Linked DNA regions of Mus musculus: region 2 is linked to region 1. A link is a contact called in public HiChIP or PLAC-seq data. All regions are on one chromosome and are shown on one strand. The core of a region is the stretch at or near the end of the contact, and the rest is flanking DNA. Distances in the headings are between cores, read along the strand shown. Region 1 overlaps Mical3 (microtubule associated monooxygenase, calponin and LIM domain containing 3). Region 2 overlaps Tuba8 (tubulin, alpha 8).

Evidence for each region. HiChIP or PLAC-seq counts read pairs in DNA pulled down with a chosen protein or histone mark.
Region 2: an H3K27ac HiChIP or PLAC-seq map of large pre-B cells shows a contact between it and region 1, with 3 times the contacts expected there. The contact joins two enhancer-like sites. A contact is called at or near these places in 5 of 39 promoter capture datasets (the C10 cell line, the HPC-7 cell line, embryonic stem cells and 2 more), 7 of 115 datasets of contacts at active chromatin or transcription factors (T-cell acute lymphoblastic leukemia, bone marrow-derived macrophages, embryonic stem cells and 4 more) and 1 of 9 other capture datasets (macrophages).

Annotation. Positions count from the first base shown.
Region 1 is chr6:120,928,739-120,932,191 of GRCm38.p6, reverse strand. It overlaps Mical3 (microtubule associated monooxygenase, calponin and LIM domain containing 3), which reads left to right. Exons shown (of 32, transcript NM_001270475.1): 32 at 1-646. Among named protein-coding and RNA genes, the nearest start is that of Bid, 14 kb to the right of the region's middle. Within about 2 kb of position 1,666, at least 42 of the 459 cell types and tissues checked have an H3K27ac peak or open chromatin away from gene starts, as enhancers often do. A contact at or near this core is called in T-cell acute lymphoblastic leukemia, where this site is marked.
Region 2 is chr6:121,224,617-121,228,069 of GRCm38.p6, reverse strand. Tuba8 (tubulin, alpha 8) reads right to left here. Exons shown (of 5, transcript NM_017379.2): 5 at 1,972-2,284. The coding sequence ends at 1,991. Among named protein-coding and RNA genes, the nearest start is that of Tuba8, 16 kb to the right of the region's middle. Within about 2 kb of position 1,794, at least 93 of the 459 cell types and tissues checked have an H3K27ac peak or open chromatin away from gene starts, as enhancers often do. A contact at or near this core is called in T-cell acute lymphoblastic leukemia, where this site is marked.

The DNA.
Region 1 (3,453 bases), core at 417-2,916:
GGGATGTATACACTTCATCCACACATACAGTGCTAGAGTGCTTTTGAGTAAACCCAAACTCAAGGCTAAGGACAGTACATGAGGCTCTAACCTCTGTCCCTGGAGCGCAAGCAGAAGGCAGCCCGTGGCTCCCAAAGAAGAGCGTGGCCAACCCAGGTTCTGACCCTGCTCAGTTGATATCTCTGCCTCCAACAGCCATCCTTAACGTAATTTTGACCAGCAGATGTAGACTTTAAAAAATAAGACATATGTCACTGGGACAGGAGAGTAGAGGTGGGGGCAACAAATCTTGGGGGCGCTGGGACTATAGCTCAGTGGTAGAATGTGTGTTCAGCATGCATAAGACCCACGGTTCAACCCCCAGTACCACATTTAAAAATTTTTTTCTTTTGAAAGATGGTAACATGACCCACAAGAGGGAATGGCTGGTTTATGCGCAATAAAGTTTTGTTTTGTTTCGGTTTTTTTTTTAAAGAAATGAAAAATGTATTTCTGAAGTCATTGTTCTGCTCTTGGCATTGAGCTAAGGCATACTTAGCACCTTCCTTTCAGGTGAGTGATACTGAACACAAATCATTTGGTGATTATCAGTGAGTGTATGCAGACAAGGATTCTCAGAGAATAGAGCTTTTCATTTGGTTTGTGATTTTTTTGAATCCCCTGTGTTATCCTGACTTAGCCGTCAGTAGCTGGGACTTGAGAATTCTCCATAGCAGCCCTGCTTAATAAGAAACACTGAGTAATGGCCAAGGCAACCAGAGCCAGTTTCTTAAGACAGGTGCTACTGTGGGGTGGATGGCGGCACACGCCTTCAATCTCAGTACTTAGGAGGCAGAGGCAGCTAGATCGCTGTGAGTTGGAGGCCTGCATGGTCTACGTTGTGAGTTCCAGGACCCTATCTTTAAAAAACAGACTGGTGTTGCTGAAATTCTTAAGGTCCCAATGGCAAACCAAGGCATGGTTCCAGCAAAGGTCATTCTGGGAGAGCAATGTTTATTGGGCTTCCCTACAGAGTAGAGGTTACTTATCAGGGTGTGGGCTCTCCCCACAGAAACACTTCACCTGGAAAGACTTTGCCCAGCAGAGATGAGGGCTTCCCTGTAGCCACATAGATAGAGCCTCTCTCCCCTGTCTTCACCCTCCCTGTATAACCAGCCCTGCCCCGAGGCCCAGTATGTATAAGGAAGACAGAGTTGTGTATAACAAGTAGTAGGCCACAACTGAGTACTGCGGGACTCTTCCCACCCCTCCATGACAAACCTAGCTGGGATGATCTTTTACAAGGGGGTGAAACTGAATTCCCCAAAATGGCAGTTATGTGGCCCAGAGGACCGTCACAGTCACCACAGCTGGATCACCAGCTGTTCCAGAGAGAAAGTCCACTGGTCAGGGGCCCATGCATAATGGGAGATGATAAAGTAGGGGGACTAGAAGTAGCCAGCCTTGGAGGGACTTACTGTACTCCGGGGTTCCCCACCACCATCACCACCACCACCACCCTGGCCCCAGAGGGTTTCACAGGAGATAAGGCTGAGGAGCAGGTGTGGCTCTTGGGTACACTTTCATTCCCAGGTGGCAGGAAACGGTAGTTTTAAGCAGGCAGTCAGAAACAGGCTCCTGAGAAACCACCACTCCTGGCCTCAGCCAGCCCAGCTGACTCCTGTCAGAAAAGCGGAGAGAAGAATGGCTATGTGCCTGTGTGAGAGGGTGTGTGGTAAGGATACTGCTCAGGCCTAGGCCAGCCTCAGACCATGGGGATGTGGCCCCCCAGCTGTATAGAGGTGGGACTGAGCACACAGATGCCAACTGCCTCCCCCCCCCACACACACACACTTGTTCCTTGCTGGAGAGGAAAGGTTTGGGGGAGCATGTAAGTATAGAGGCTCAGGAGAAGCTTCCAGACAAGGGGGCTTGGGCTCTGGAGAGTGTTATGGGAGCATCTTTTCTGTCAGGAGCCACAGAAGCCTGAGAACAGTGGGGGCCACCTCCCTCCTGACCCAGGAGAGGTAACAACAGCAAGTGGCTGTCCTCTGGAGGGTCTTTGAAGTTCAGAAAGGGTTTTTCTCTACAGAGGCCTCCAACAGAAGGCCATAAAACACTAACCTAGGGAGCCCCAGCCCATTCTTCCTCTTATAAAATAGATTTCACAGCAAGGTGGTATTTTTAATTCAGAGATCCATTTCCAGGCTCCCTCTGTCTGGTCTCCCAGACTGGTTATTGGCTCTGTTATAGAGACTGATCCCTATCATTGGTGAGTAGGCAAACCTCCCCCAGTAAGAGACAGCCCTCTGCTGTGAGCACCTTACTGCCCATGCGAGGTATCGAATGTTCTACAGAGGTTGAGGGAGGAGATGAGAAGGACAGGAGACGTGTGGAAGACTTGAGAAGTTTCTATTACACACACACACACACACACACACACACACACACACAGTGTAAATTCCACAACTCTTTAAAAAAAAAAAGAAAAATATTTATTTTGTTTTAAATGTTGTGTATATGTGTGTCTGTGGGTCTATGAACGTCAGTACAGGTGCCAGCAGTAACTAGAGAGGTCAGAGGCCCCTGAAACTGGAGCTGCAGCTGGAGTTGTGAGCTGCCTGCCATAGGCTGGGAACTTAATTTGGGTCTTCTGTAAAAGCAAGTGCTCTTCACTACCAAACCATCTCTCCAGCCTGAAGTTACACAGTTCTTATATAGAAATTTGGGGGGTTAATCTAAAAATACTGGATCCTGGCTGGAAAGGGCACTGCATTCAGGTGCACACACCCCACACACAGATATATCACACACAGTTTAAAGTAATAGAAATAACTTGCTTGCTCTTGCAGAGGACCTAAGTGTGATTTCCAGCATGCACATCATGGCAGCTCACAACCATCTGGAACTCCAGTTCCAGGGAATCTGGCATCCTCTTCCTGGCTTCCAAGGGCCCCAGGCATGTATGTGGTGTGCACACAAGCACGCAGCCAAACCAAAGTAAATAATGTTCAGTACGAATCTCTGAAACACTGAAATCACGCGTGTGCGTGTTCTGGATGATTTAAACAGGCACAGCTTAAAAAGTAGAGTGCCGGTCAGTCTTGCACAAAGCCGAGTGCTTCAGAAACCCAGGCGTGATGGCCCACACCTCGCCCGGTACTTGGAAGGGTGAGAGGCAGGAGGACCAGAAGTTGAAGGAAGTTCATTCTTGGGTACGTAAGCAAATGTGAGGTCAGCTTGGATGACTTGAGAACCTCCGTCAAAATCAAAAAGGACAAAGAAATAAATAGAAGTCATCTCAAGTCCGATGGACCTTACCTCGCCAGCAGCTAAGTCAGGCCATCCATATCCAAACATCCCTGGTCAGCCCCCAGGCTTCAAGGTCACCATTTCCTTCGGAGTCTGGTATCGGGCTGATTCAAGGGGCCAGCACCACTCACCAGTCTGAGGGATCTTCCAAACAGATGTAGA
Region 2 (3,453 bases), core at 545-3,044, 300 kb before region 1:
CCCCATCTCTTGGGGGCCCTAGCATTTATATACCTTCTGAAAGGCTCCAGAATTCCAAATATCACACAACAGGGGTTGGCAAATCTATGCCTCTGTTACAGTATGAGGTAAATCATAGTCAGCTGCTGCAAAGCAGCCCCATATCTTCACACCTGGGTTTAAAATGAAAACATATTCTAATAATAATTCTGTGGTTTTTTAAAGAAACCAAAATTCCAGAATACTTCCTACAAGAAACCTTCTGGAAACAGACCTGAAGAGGTTCTCTTTGGACTCACAAGGATCTATACTATAACAGGCTCAACCCTGGAGCTCTCACGGGAAATGAAACATCCTTCCTATTGCTTCTGCAGTCCTGCACGGTCGGCAGCAGGGATGCACTGTGCCTCCCATCCTCTCCTGAGCAAACGGCAGGCTTGTTTCTCCTGTGGGCTATTTCATGAGGAACACAAGAGCAGGACCAGTGGAGAGGGGGCTGGTGTTGGGACCCATCTGAACTCTACCTTGCTGTCACTAGCAGTCACCTCTCCATCCTTGTGTCCATACAGAATGACCCAAAACTCCATCTTGAGATTGTTGAGGACATGGAAGAAGGTGTAGATAAAAGATTAGGTATCGTGGAAGCCTTCCTCAAGCCTTCAAGTGCTTATGCTGCACTTAAGAGATATCTAAGCATCCACGGTGTTTTTCCTCTGAGGCTAGATAAACTCCAGCGCCTACCTGACTTCCCACCCTCCTAGCAAATGCCTCTCCTGCAGTCGGAACATACACACGTGTCCCCTTCTGTTTTCATATTGCTGTTCCCCATGCGCAGTATCCTTGGATTCATGTGTCCTGGACTCCATCCTTCCACAGTGACACTCGAGATACTGTCATTACTTTCTGACATCTCTAAACACCATCTAAAGTGACCTTACTATTTTTTTTAAATGTATTTAGGAAGCAGAAAATTGTCATGTTTCTAACTCTCTGACCCTTGGAACAGATGCTAACAGTGCCTGGGTCAGAGAGTAGACTTCAGACACCATCCATTTCACTTTCTCTTTCTATGGTTTCCTTTTCCCATAGAAGAGTGAGTTATGACATCCACCGATGAGGAAACAGGAGGAAGCAGACACATCTGCTGCTCTGTCCCTCTGAGTACAGTGGTAGAAAATGAACCCAGTCACAGGTGCTAAGCACTTGCTCACCACAGAACTGTACACCCCAGGTCTTCGCATAACTTTTATTACAGAATTTTGTCTTAGTTCTTACAGTCTGTTGATGGTGATTGCTAATGTCTCACTGTGCTGGTGTCTAAATTATACTTCATAATGTGTGTAAGTATAGAAAAACACAGACAGACAGACAGACAGACATAGGTACAGGGACAGGACTCTTGGTGGTCGTCATCTAGTGAGGGTCTTGGAACACACCCGAGAGGGAAAGGGATAGAGATACTCAAACTCTTGATGAACGAATGTGATCGATCCAGACGAGGTCAGGGCTGTGCTGTGGATCCATCACACAAGCGTCTGTCCATCCCATCTCTCTGCAGCATCTTCCCAGACTGGGTTTTTGCTGGTGTGGTCCTATTCTTCCAACAGCAGGCTCTGTCTTAGGGCAACTCAGTCTAAACTAGAATTAAGTTTCTTAACCCCATGTTCGTGACCTGTTCACTTTCATCCTTCAGTAATGAAATATTCTATTCCAGAGGGAGTTCCCTGTATGTTCAGTGTCCTTGTGTCTGGTCACAATGCCTGGGTGCTGGAGTCAGGGGCCCGTCTATGTAGGACAGGAAGTAGGCTGGGACTGAGAGGCCTGCCTGTCACTTTCTCTTTCTGTGGTTTCCTTTTCCCCACAGAAGAGTGAGCCCAGCATCCTAAGAGGAGAAAACAGGAGAGACCATGTGCATCTGCAGCTGGGTGTCTGAACGCAGCACTAGGAACCCAGCATGCTGTGAGTGGAACCAACACAAAGAAAGAGGCATAGTCATGGGGCAAGTGTATATTTAAAATTCCTCCCCCTCATTCTCTTCTTCAAACGAATCAGTCCCCACTTCTTCATAATCCTTCTCCAGAGCAGCCAGGTCCTCCCTGGCCTCAGAAAACTCTCCTTCTTCCATACCCTCTCCAACATACCAATGTACAAAGGCCCGCTTGGCGTACATGAGGTCAAACTTATGGTCAAGGCGGGCCCAGGCCTCTGCGATTGCTGTGGTGTTGCTCAGCATGCACACGGCTCGCTGGACTTTGGCCAGGTCCCCTCCTGGCACGACAGTAGGTGGCTGGTAGTTGATGCCCACCTGGGGAACAGAGAAAGAAGACAGGCCACAGGATGACACACGAGTCCGCCAAAGACAACGTCAGGACATCTGTTGGTAAGAAGCTATGGTGGCAAGACCAGGGCATGGGCATGGAGTGGGGGCTGCAGGACGAAGCAGGTGAATGAACAAGGGTGGGCAGATGTAAGGGATGTATGCTCGGGCAGGGGGAGAGGGGAATAAAGGTGAAAAGGAAGGGCCATGGCGGTGTGAGCCTGTCATGTCAGTGCCATGGATCTGAGACGGGAGCATCATGAGGGCTTAGAAACTAAAGGCTGAAGAGAAATAAAGGATAGGCTAGGAGAAAGAGGAAATGATAGTGGAAATTATCAAGTTGGCAGACATAGCAAATGAAGCTGTGCCATGAAAAGGGGCTTCTTGTGTGTTTCTCTCAGGGGCAGGGAGCAGGAAATACCTTCCCTGTGAGAGGCAGATCAGTTTCTAGAACTTGCATTATTATCACCAAGCTCATGGCTTTCTAGATGCTTATCTGATGCCCCTCTTGGTCTTTTTTGCAATAATTTTAGGGAAGTCTCTCTGCCGGGGTGAAGGGCTGCGTGAGAGGTCACAGGGAGAATCCAGAGCAGTAAATTACAGAGGTCCTTGGGGATGGTGTTATTGCTTGTCAGGCTCGGTCTCTTGTAAACAATGTTCTTAGAAAAAAAGCAGAAATACCGGCCACAGAAGTCAAAGGTCACACAGTCACACGCAAGCAAGTCAACCTCCCGAGATCTGCTAGCACACTGGGGGATGGGGAGGGAGATCTGCTAGCACACTGGGGGATGGGGAGGGAGATCTGCTAGCACACTGGGGGATGGGGAGGGAGATCTGCTAGCACACTGGGGGATGGGGAGGGAGATCTGCTAGCACACTGGGGGATGGGGAGGGAGATCTGCTAGCACACTGGGGGATGGGGAGGGAGATCTGCTAGCACACTGGGGGATGGGGAGGGAGATCTGCTAGCACACTGGGGGATGGGGAGGGAGATCTGCTAGCACACTGGGGGATGGGGAGGGAGATCTGCTAGCACACTGGGGGATGGGGAGGGAGGCTTCCCCGTGGGGCTCAAGCCCTAGAAATCTCCCCACAAAAGACCCAAAGCAAAGCTAACCAAGAATTAGAGGAAACTGGACGGCATCTGTAGGACACTA